Linked DNA regions of Sus scrofa: regions 2 and 3 are each linked to region 1. The links are chromatin contacts, called in public Hi-C maps. All regions are on one chromosome and are shown on one strand. Each heading gives the region's core, a stretch centred on a gene start, on an enhancer-like site or on the middle of the called end of the contact. The rest is flanking DNA. Distances are from core to core; before and after follow the strand shown.

Evidence for each region. Hi-C and Micro-C count contacts between places; a contact is called where the count stands out from the background.
Region 2: a Hi-C map of liver shows a contact between it and region 1, with 6 times the contacts expected there. The contact joins the promoter of SAC3D1 here to the promoter of SF1 in region 1. A contact is called at or near these places in 1 of 47 Hi-C or Micro-C datasets (liver) and 1 of 2 datasets of contacts at active chromatin or transcription factors (alveolar macrophages).
Region 3: a contact with region 1 is called in a Hi-C map of liver, with 5 times the contacts expected there. The contact joins the promoter of BATF2 here to the promoter of SF1 in region 1. A contact is called at or near these places in 1 of 47 Hi-C or Micro-C datasets (liver) and 1 of 2 datasets of contacts at active chromatin or transcription factors (alveolar macrophages).

What each region holds. Positions count from the first base shown.
Region 1 is chr2:7,389,644-7,393,323 of Sscrofa11.1, reverse strand. It overlaps SF1 (splicing factor 1), which reads right to left and starts at 2,029. Exons shown (of 15, transcript XM_003122587.5): 1 at 1,686-2,029; 2 at 1,622-1,683; 3 at 1,457-1,619; 4 at 1-94. The coding sequence starts at 1,869.
Region 2 is chr2:7,140,379-7,144,058 of Sscrofa11.1, reverse strand. It overlaps SAC3D1 (SAC3 domain-containing protein 1), which reads left to right and starts at 1,765. Exons shown (of 3, transcript XM_003122567.5): 1 at 1,765-2,292; 2 at 2,457-3,037. The coding sequence starts at 2,464. It overlaps SNX15 (sorting nexin-15), which reads left to right. Exons shown (of 8, transcript XM_003122547.4): 7 at 168-425; 8 at 720-987. The coding sequence ends at 826.
Region 3 is chr2:7,178,188-7,181,867 of Sscrofa11.1, reverse strand. It overlaps BATF2 (basic leucine zipper transcriptional factor ATF-like 2), which reads right to left and starts at 1,849. Exons shown (of 3, transcript XM_013994125.2): 1 at 1,392-1,849. The coding sequence starts at 1,430. It overlaps LOC110259239 (a long non-coding RNA gene), which reads left to right and starts at 3,017. Exons shown (of 2, transcript XR_002341445.1): 1 at 3,017-3,680.

The sequences.
Region 1 (3,680 bases), core at 780-3,279:
GGGGGGATAACTGTAGGCATTCCTGGAATCACTGTCTTCTGTTCCATTGTGTCTTGGTTCCAGCGGCTCCTCTTCCGTTTCTTACTTGGGAAGTCTAAAGAAGAGAAAGTTCATCAGATGCAAATATAAACTACCAGGATAACTTCCGACAGGCAGTTCAGGGTACTAATGGTCCTACACACAACCTCAGCAGACTGTGAAACAGAACGTGACCTAAAATGAAATGGCAAAGAATGAAAGACAAGACACACACACACACAAATATGGCCACTAGAAGGATACCTGGACCAGAGTCTGAAAAGTTAACATTCCACATTTACAGTTTTTGACCACAGAAATTCTGCGAAGCACGAGAACAACCTAAATCTCAACGCACAGTTTCAAGTAGTGAAATAAAGTGTTGAGGACATATATGTATATTACACAGTTGCCCATGAACACATTAACAGCCCCAGAGGCAATAAGAGCAGACTCAATATTCAGACAAGTCCATAAAACAACACTGGGACCTGCTGGCTCCTCCCACTTCCACCTCCCCACCTGTCACCTTTTGAAGGGAGCCAGAACACAACCAACCTTACGGTTACTAAGTGAAAAAGTTCCTTCAGCAAGATCACTTTCTTTCTAAGTTTAGCTAAGATCAGCGTTGAGTTTTCCTGGCCAGTTAGTTGGTCACTTAATGTCTAAAGGATACATCAAAAGGTCAACAAAAAACAAGCTACACAATAGTAGCCAAATCCTCCTACCCTAGTCCACAGGCAGAACTCCCTAGCACTTGGTTCACAAAAGTGTTCCACTTCTCAGGAGCTAGGCCTAAGGGGAAGCCTCAAGAGAGGAAGGCGGGTCAGACTTCTTTTAAGGTACATAAAGGAAGATAAGAAGGAGAATTTCCTTCCCCAAAATGAACCCCCCCACACACACCAAAAAACCGGACCCAACCATCCCCTAAAGACTTTCAATCTCTTTCATTCTCTGCAATGAAAACGCTGCCTTACTGTAGAAACAGAGGAGCTACTCTCTGTACTTTCCTCCCTTTACGACTCTTCTACAACCAGAAAAGGATGTTCCACGTCATCAGTTGACCCTTCCAAGCCCTCCAGACATGCACACCCAGCACCCCATCCACCCACTCGACCCCTCCACACCACTCCCCTACACTAGGAGTGGAGAACAAGAGAGCTCCCGCCAGATTTTAGTGGGGGCCTTAAGGCCCGGCCGCCACACTGCGCCTGCGCGCAACAAACCTCCTCCCGCCGTGCCCCCACCCCTTCCCCTACCGCGCGTGCGCACTCGAGGCCCGAGAACCAGGCCGCGCGCCCCGTGGCGCCTCCGCCCGGGCCTCCCCGTGCGCGCGCGCGCCCCTGCCGCGTGCAGCCGCCGTCGCCACCGCCGCGCGCCCCTCAGCCGGCCGGGCCCATCCGCGCGGCGCCTCTCGCGCTCTCTCGGCCCGACTCACCTCCTCCGCCGCCGGCCGGGCCCGGCTGCTGGTCCTGACGCGGCGGCTGGGGTGGCGGCGGCGGCGGCTGCGGTGGCGACACGCGCTGGTAGAGCGGCGGCGGAGGGGGCGGCTGCGGCGGTGGGTACGAGGAGCCCGGGGAGGGCGGCGGCGGCGGCGGCTGCTGGGGAGGCGGGGGGGCGGCGGCGGCGGCGGCGGCGGTGGCGGAGGCAGCGCCGCGAAGGGAAGGCCGCGGTCAGGGCCCCCACCGAGCCCACAGGCGGGGGCGGCGGCGGCCCGGGCACCAGCAGCCCCGCCCCAGGCCCGGGGGCAGGCGGTGGCCCCGGCTCGAAGCCCCCTTTGGGGCCGGGGATGGGGGGAAGGCCGGGGGGGCCGAGCTTACCCAGCGGCGTGGCGTTCGCTCCAGTCGCCATGGCGCCCCCGGGGACCGGCACCGGCGGCTCCTTTTCGGCGGCGACGGCTTCTCCTTCGTGACTCTTCCGAGGGGAGGGAACCTGACTGCGTTCCGCGGAGCGCGCGGATCCCGTCCTCTCACGCGGCGGGCGGGCGGCGGCGGCGGCGGCGGCGCGAGACGCACAAAGAGGGAGGAGAGAGGGCGCCGCGGGGGCGGGCCGGGGGCGACGGGGCCGGAGCCTGGATTGGCCCGGGCCGAGGCAAGGGGTCGAAATCTGCGGCCTCCGATTGGTGGAGCCTTAGCCCTTCTCGATGTGCGTTGGGATTGGCCGGACCGTTAGGCCTGGCGAGGAAATGGCGGCCGAGCCTGGCGAGCTGGGAGGTGTCGCAGCGCGCACTTCATTTGTTACTGCGCGGACTGAGCTCGGAGTCCAGAAAGGAGGGGATCGGGTGGGGCAAATTCTATGACGTGTGGGGCCAACAGCTCTATCATTGGCTGGAATTGATGGAGTCAATCAATCACGATTGCGTCGTAGTGTCATGGGATTGGCTGTCGCTGTTTCGATTCTTTCTCTACTCCCCTCCCACGGGGAGTAGTCTCGCCGGGTTTAAGCGAGAGGTCGCGCCGGAAAAGCCCAGGCCGAATGAGATTTAAGGTCGGGGAGGAGTGGAGCAAGAGCGCGCATGCGTAGATGGTCAGAGCCGCCTTTCAGGCCCTGGCTTCCCTGTCGATCTTCGGTCCGGCGCGGAAGCCCTAGATGACGTCAATCCTCGATTCCCATGGTAACCCGGAACCGAGGGACGGGGGAGGGGCTGGCGCGCGCCCGTAAACTTGATCCGTTGACGACTCAGGTAAAAGGAGACTTCCTGTTTTCTTTGAAAAAAATTAAAAATGGGGAAAAAAGCTACAAAGTAGAGTCCTACTAAGGGATTAAAAATGGTATCTGAGCCGATGGAGGTACAGGTATCTTAGATAGAAAGCAATATGAAGTTGTCAATTCCGAAAATTGGTTTACAGATACAGTGCATTGGAATTAGAATTCCCAACGTGATTGGGGTTGATTAAATCATGTCATATCAAATAATAACTATGGAAATAGTGGGGAAACTTGTAAATGAGGTTGAGAGGAGCTTGCTTTTCCAGAGGATACGCATATAAAAGATACAATAATGAAACAATGTGGTATTGTTGTGGGAAAGGCAAATTAGTGAAACAGAGAAGTCTGGAAAAAGATTCTCCAACAAGGCAAAGACTTAGCTAGTAAATGGTATAAAAAGTTCTAAATCTCAATAGTAAAACAGACATAGAAATTATCAGGGTCGGAGTTTCCTTCCTGGCTCAGCGGTTAACGAACCCGACTAGGAACCATGAGGATGTGGGTTCGATCCCTGGCCTTGCTCAGTTGGTTAAGGATCTGGCCTCGCCATGAGCTGTAGTGTAGGTTGCAGACACGGCTCCGCTCCTGTGTTGTTGTGGCTGTGGTGTAGGCCGGCAGCTGTAGCTCTGATTCGACCCCTAGCCTGGGAACTTCCATAGGCTGCAGTGTGGCCCTAAAAAAAAAAAAAAAAGAAAGAAAGAAATTACTAGTCATCTATAGGTAGAGTCTTTATGAAGACTTATGAAGACGAGAAACTCACATGAAAGATGTGGAGTTTGCATTGTGGCTCAGAGGTTTAGAAAACTGACTAGTATCATGGATGTGAGTTAGATCCCTGGCCTTGCTAATTGGTTAGGGATTGGGCAATGCCCTGAGCTGTGGTGTACGGTCACAGATGTGGCTCAGATTCCCCCATTGCTGTGGAGATGCAGCTCGGATTTGACCACTAGCCT
Region 2 (3,680 bases), core at 516-3,015, 250 kb after region 1:
AGATCATGCACAAGTTTGCTGTGGGCAAAGTGGCTTTTGGGTTGCTCAGGCACTAGGAAATCCAGGACAGGTTGGTACCCTGATGGGCAAGAGAGGTCTGAGGGTGGGCAGTTGGCCCTGGGAAAAGGAAGGCCAGTCAGGCCTGCGTCCTCCATCTCTCATTGCAGAAGGTGCAGGCCCCAGTCCTACCCACCTAGGCGAGCTGGCAGCGTTGGAAGCAGAATCCGAAAGGCTGGACCAGGAACCCTGGGAGCCAGGAGGGCAGGAGGAGGAAGAGGACGAGGAAGGAGGGCCCACCCCTGCCTACCTGAACCAAGCCACCAAGCTCATCACCCAGGCCCTACGGGATGAGAGGGCAGGCGCCTACCCTGCAGCTCTGCAGGGCTACCGGGACGGCGTGCACATCCTGCTTCAGGGAGTTCCTGGTGAGCAGGACTGGACGGTGGAGGGTCAGGCCTGGGCTCCCCAGTGGTTCGGTGAAAGGAAAGGAAAGTGAAAAGCAGATCAAGGACCAAAATTGCTCCTTACTGACCAGCTCTATCACTTTGGGCCATTTCTTTACCTCTTGTGGCCTCTGTTTTCTTTTTTGTCAAATGGGGACAATATATCTGACTCCCAGGGAGCAGGAAAAGACACATGATGATGCCCTATGAACTGTAAGGGGCTAGACCAGGGGTTCTGAACCCAGGTACCTCTGCTGAGCCATTCTGTCTTCACAGGCGACCCGTCACCTGCCCGCCGGGAGGGTGTGAAGAAGAAGGCGGCTGAGTACCTGAAGCGGGCAGAGGAAATCCTGCACCTGCATCTGTCCCAGCTCCCCCCCTGAGAAGGGAGTGGACTCTTTCCTAAGACTCTAGCTCCAGCACTGCCAGCCACCCTCTTCTCTTCTGGTGCCTGGTCTGATCTTCTGGTCTTGTAACTCCAGAGGCCATTTCTGTGTGTAATGGGACCAAGAATGAGAAAAATAATGAATTCTCAGTTCCTTGACTACTCTTGCCACCTTGGAATCAGGGACTCACACTTCTCATCCTGCCTGTTTCTCTCTTGACATGTGAGCAGCAGCTCTGGTTCCAAAACGATCTGCTTATACATCTAGAACTGGGGTCTGTAAACTGTGGCCTGCAACCAAATGTGGCCCGCTGCTAGAATGGTTTTTACCATTTTGTTAAATAGTTGAAAAAAATCAATAATATTGTGACAGGGAAAAATTATATGAAATTTAAATATCTAAAAATAAGATTTTGGGAATTTCTGCTGTGGCACAACGGGATCAGCAGCATCTCTGGAGTGCTGGGACAGGTTTGATCCCTGGCCTGGCACAGTGGCTTAAGGATCCAGTGCCTCTCAGATCTGATCCCTGGCCCAGAAATTCTGTATGCTAAAAAAGAAGAAATAATAATGAGATTCTGGAAGTTCCCGCTGTGGCGCAGTGGGTTAATGATCTGGCTCCTCTCTATGGAGGCACCAGTTGGATCCCGGGCACAGTGTTAAAGATCTGGTGTTGCTGCAGCCTGTGATGCAAGGCGAAGCTCCTGCTCAGATTGGATCCCTGGCCCAGGAACTTCCGTATGCCGTGGGGTTGGCCGAAAAAGAAAAAAACAGAAATAAATTAAAAGATTTTGGAGATCGTTTGTGGTGCAGTGGCTTAAGGATCCAGCGATGTCACCGCCGTGGCTCAGGTTGCTGCTGTGGTGCAGGTTCTATCCCTGCCCTGGGAGCTTCCACATGCCACAGGTGCGGCCAAAAATAAAAATAAATTTATTGGACCATAACCAGGCCTTCGTTTAGTATTGCCTATGGTTGCTTTCTCGCTATACCAGCAGAACTGAAGAGTAGCAGGGTTGACTAGTTGTGACCTGTAAATTCCAGGACATTTACTGTCTAGCTTGTTGCAGAAAGTTTGCTGACCCCTGATCTAGAAAATAGGGAGAAGGGTGTCCAGGGAAACAGAAGAGAATGGCAGGCTGCTTGAACCAGGTTGTCGGCCCAAAAGGATGATCAAGAGGACCCAGAGCCGGGGTTCCTATTTTGGGCTGGTGGTCCAAAGCCAAGCTGAGGGCGGAAGCCTGAGAAGGCGTGGCCTCACTCCTGCCCCGCCTCTCCTACAAAGCGATTGGTCGCGGAAGGGACTACAAACCGGTGCACCATGGGAGTGGCCCAGACTACAGCGGTGCATCATGGGTGGGCTGTAGCGGGACCTGAGCCTAAGGGACAGTCTTGAGCGCTCTGAACGGCAACGCAGAGCATCTCGGGAGGCCTGTTCGAGGATCAGTTGGAAGGCGACCGGAGTCGGTGAGAGGACGGCGATGGCCTAACGGGCGGCTGGGACGCTTAGACCGGGCTGGGAGGTTCAGAGTTCCCTTGAACAACTACCGGCGTCGGCGTGCCCTCCCGCAGGATGGGGCGAGTGGCCGCCGCTGTCTCCTGGATGCTGAGCAAGCATTCTTTCCCCTCAGCCCACCCATGCCCGGCTACGAGCTGCCTTTGGGCACGTGCCTGGATATGTGTCCGGCCAACGAGCGCACCCGGCGCGAAAAGGAGTGCCGCCTGCACCGCTTCGAGGTGGCGCCGGGGTCCCCTGGGGACCGGCCTCGAGCCGACCCGCAGCGCGCCGTGAAGGAATACAGCCGGCCGGCCGCCGGGAAGGCGCGGCCCCCGCCGAGCCAGCTGCGTCCGCCGTCCGTCCTGCTGGCCACCGTGCGCTATCTGGCCGGAGAGGTGGCCGAGCGCACCGACGCATCCCGCGCGGAGGTGGCCAGCTTCGTGGCGGACCGGTTGCGGGCGGTGCGGCTGGACCTGGCCCTGCAGGGCGCGGGTGACGCCGAGGCAGCGCTGGTGCTGGAAGCGGCACTGGCAGTGCTGCTGGCGGTGGTGGCGCGGCTCGAACCCAACGCATCCCACGGGCTGGCTGATCCGATGTTGCTTCAGGCCCAGGTGCAGGAGAGCTTCGGTTCTCTGCGGCGCTGCTACGCGCTGGGTGCCGGGCCACACCCTCGCCAGGCCACCTTCCAGGGTCTCTTTCTGCTTTATAACCTGGGTGAGTTGGGTCTCCACGAGCAGAGCTCAGGGACAAGCGTCCCTCTGTGGGGACAGTGAAAGCCGGAAAAGGAAGGAGAAGCTTAAAAACCTCACCACCAGCTCCCTCTCCTCTCCGTTCCTGTCTCCTAAATGTGTGTCTCAGGCAGTGTGCGAGATTCGCTGAGCCCTTACCTGGACCTTCTGGCCCTTCCCATCTCTGGGTCTCAGTTTTTTCTTAACAGAAGTGGAGGGGATGCGGTCGGAATGGGAAAGTTGACCTAGACAGTGATTTTTTTAATTTTTTTTTTTGTCTTTCAGGGCCTTACCCTCAGCATATGGAAGTTTCCAGGCTAGGGATCAAATCAGAGCTGCAGCTGCTGGCCTGTGCCACAGCATCACCAGATCTGAGTGGCGTCTGCAACTTACACCACAGTTCACTGCAAGGCAGGATCCTTTAACCCACTGAGTGAGGCCAGGGATCAAACCTGCATCTTCATGGATACCACTGAGCTACAACGGGAATTACTAGATAGTGATTTTTAAGTTGTTTTTTTTTTTTGTTTTATTTTGCTTTGTGTTGTTTTTTGGTCTTGCCTGTGGCATGTGGAAGTTCCCCGGCCAGACATTGAATCCGAGCCACAGCAGCAACCCAAGCTGCTGAA
Region 3 (3,680 bases), core at 600-3,099, 210 kb after region 1:
TCACAGCTCACGTTGGGGCAGCACAAGATGAGAGTCTGGGATTCAAACCCAGACAGAACTGACTTCACACCCACACTCTTTTTTTTTTTTTTTCTTTTTAGGGCCGCACCCATGGCACATGGAGGGTCCCAGGCTAGGGGTCCAATTGGAGCTACAGCCACAGCCACTTGGAATCCAAGCCACGTCTGTGACCTACACCACAGCTCCTGGCAATGCTGGATCCTTAACCCACTGAGCAAGGCCAGGGATCAAACCCAGGTCCTCATGGATACAAGTCAGGTTCGTTAACCAATGAGCCACCACAGGAACTCACACCCACACTCTCTTTATCAGCCCTGTTGCCCTGGGCAGGCCTTCCCTGTGTCCAGCTGCCTCATCTGCACAAGGGAAGACCAGTACCTTCCTCAAGCGTCGTAAGGCAGACAGCCCAAGGCCAGCCCACGGACCAGGGTTAATACAAGGCGGCCGTTGTTCCAATAGCTATTATTTCCACAGTCAAGGTGTTGATTTCTCTAGCCTTGAGCTTCGTCTGTGAGAGCAGGTCTGCATTCTGATTGGGTTCCAAGTGCCCGTGGCCAGCTCAGGCCCACAACTGAAGTTCATTTATCCAACAAATATTTTTTGAGCACCTACTAGGTGCCATGCACTGAGCTATGGGGACAGAGCAGCAAACCACAGAGAAAAAAAATTCCTGCCCCAAGTTGCTCGCATTCTAGTAGGACAAGTAGCCTTTAATGAATGAATGAATGGAGTCCCTTCTGACAGAACTGTGGCCTCAGAGGTTCACAGCCATGACCGTCCCCCTACACTGGGGTTCATGAAGCTTAGATGAAATATTTGACCCAAACACCCAGGGTTCTGGAAGGTCAGACAAGAGGAAACGCTGGGGACCCCACAGCCCAACCCCCCTCCCACAGATCACTCTGATTTCTGCAAGTTCTGAGTGCAGAAATCTCAGGCAAGACCCTGGCCTCCCTGGCTGAGGACTCTGCTTCCAGGTTCATGGCCACAGCAGATCCCTTCCAGGTGCTGGGGCCAAAAGACAGGAACCCCGGGGAAAGACCTGCAGTGAGAGAAGCAGGTGGGACTCTGGTACCTGGGTCCCGGGAGAGGGGCAAGGCCTCCACCAGAACCATGGCCAGAGAAGTCTCCCATTATGGCAATGAAAGAACAGGTAGGTTAGGAGAGAGCAGTAACCAGAGGCCGGGCTCTGGACTGGAGGCTGGATCTGCAATGGGAGAGCAGGTAAACCCTCATTCCAAGGATGCTCCGAGGAAACTGAGGCCGGCAGGGTCGGGGGGCGGGGGTGAGCCCATGTGAACCAAACTGGCACCGGGCGCCCTGGGGCCTATTCCCCTTCTCCTCTCCTGAATCCCGTCCCCTGTACTCACCATCCCAGTCAGCAGCTCGTCGCCTCTGCAGAGGTGCATGTTTGGAGGGAAAACAGAGGCTCACACCCGGTTCAGGGTGGCCCTCGGCTGCTGTGACCTCCCCGTGCCCTCTGGGGGCCCAAGGAAGTGGCAGCTCTTTAAATCCCCAGTGGCCACCCCGCCCCCAGCGAGCCAAGTTTCAGTTTCTCCTAAAGCCACCGGCTGCTCAGAATCCCGGGCTTGGCTTGGCTCACGTGGCTGGAATTTCCTAACATGAACTGGCCTTCCGGTTGGGCCCCTTCTCTGGGAGGAGGACGGTGGAGGGTGGCCAGAGGAGGGGGCCTGAAGGCCAGGTGCGGGGAAGGTGTTCTGGAAGAGGGAGAGCAGGCTGCCAGGGACAGAGCCGAGAGGAGAAGCCAAGGGGGGACCGAGGGTCACATGGGATATGGGCAAACCCCTGGGCTCTACAATTGCAGGAACCCAGGTTCACAGCCCACCTCTGGCATTTTGGAGCTGTGCAGCTTTGGGAAAGTGACTTACCCTTTCTGAGCCATAATTTCCTCATCTATAAAGGGAGATGATATAGATATTTATTTACAGGCAGGAACTTAAGCAAGATAATACAACCACCCTCAAACCTGGTGAGACCAGTGTGGAGGTGCGTCTGCAAAAATAAGCAATGGCCCTTGGAGTTCCCATTGTGGCGCAGTGGAAATGAATCCGACCAGGAACCATGAGATTGCGGGTTCGATCCCTGGCCTCTGCTCAGTGGGTTAAGGATCTGGCATTGCCGTGAGCTGTGGTGTAGGTTTGCAGATGCAGCACGGATCCTGCGTTGCTGCGGCTGTGGCCCAGGCCAGCAGCTGTAGCTCTGATTGGACCCCTAGCCTGGGAACCTCCATATGCTGCAGATGCAGCCCCAAAAAGTGAAAAAAGAAAAAGCAATGGCCCTTAAACAGGAGAACAGATGGATAAACGACTGTATTTTCATACCACAGACCCCACAGCAGTAGAGAGGGTGGTGTCTAGCGGCTAAGAGCACAGTTTCCAAGGGTATAGACTTTCGCCTTTCTATGCCTCTGTTTCCAAATCTGTAAAATATTTTGTTGTGAAGGTTAGGTAAGGCACAACAAAATTGTTAAGGCAGGTAAGGTACCGGAAACCATGCCTGGTGCAGAATAAGGGCTCAACAAATATTCACAATTATGATACGGTGAAAGAGCCAAAGCTGCACTTAGCCTCATGCCTAAAAGTTCGTAACATCCAATGGCATGAAAATGACAAGCTGCAACAGGATCTGAGCAACATAATTTCTGAAAGGCTGGATAATGTGGATACGGAATTATGTAATAAAAGTATAAAAATATGGAGTTCCCGTTGTGGCGCAGTGGTTAACGAATCCAACTAGGAACCATGAGGTTGTGGGTTCGGTCCCTGCCCTTGCTCAGTGGGTTGACGATCAGGCGTTGCCATGAGCTGTGGTGCAGGTTGCAGACGCGGTTCGGATCACGCGTTGCTGTGGCCCCGGTGAAGGCTGGTGGCTATGGCTCCGATTAGACCCCTAGCCTGGGAATCTCCATATGCCACGGGAGCAGCCCAAGAAATAGCAAAAAGACAAAAAAAAAAAAAAAAGTATAAAAATATGCATGGGAATGAGAGACACAAAAGTCAGAGAGTGGTGACACAGGGGCGGGGCTGGAGGTGGAGATGGACCGAAGGGGACACACAAGGACTTCAGTTGCGTCCGTGATGGTTTGTTGAACTTCAGCTGTGGGAACACAGCTGTCTGTGATAATAATATTATCTACACTTTGGGGTACTAAAATGCTTCACGTTAAGACTTCCATTAAAGACCTAACGAACCCTGAAGCCCCAGGCAAAACTGCATGGTTGTTCCCTAAGAGAGACCGTGCTTGGAAGGGCCAACAGTTTGGGGGTGGCAGAGCCATTAATCTCTGTCCTAGAAGAGCATAGCAACGGATGTACAGAGCAGAGTCCTGCGACCTGCTGACCAGAGCATCCAAAGCATAGTGCCTGAGTCCTGAGTGTTCAAGGCTGACAGAGTGGAATCACAGGAATGGCAAATACTAGATTTGATCTTCTGATGGGTAAGGGTGTCCTGAAGTACTGTGTAGAGAAGGTCACAGCTGCCTCCGAGCTTATTAAAAAAGAACTCTGCAATTGATTAGCAATGTCTGCCACATCGTGATTGATTAGTGTTGTCTGTCATGAGCAGGGGAGGAGACTCACAGTCCCCTCTGCCCCCAACCCCATGAGCATGTAACTACTTTGGGCTTTAGAGTCAGGTTT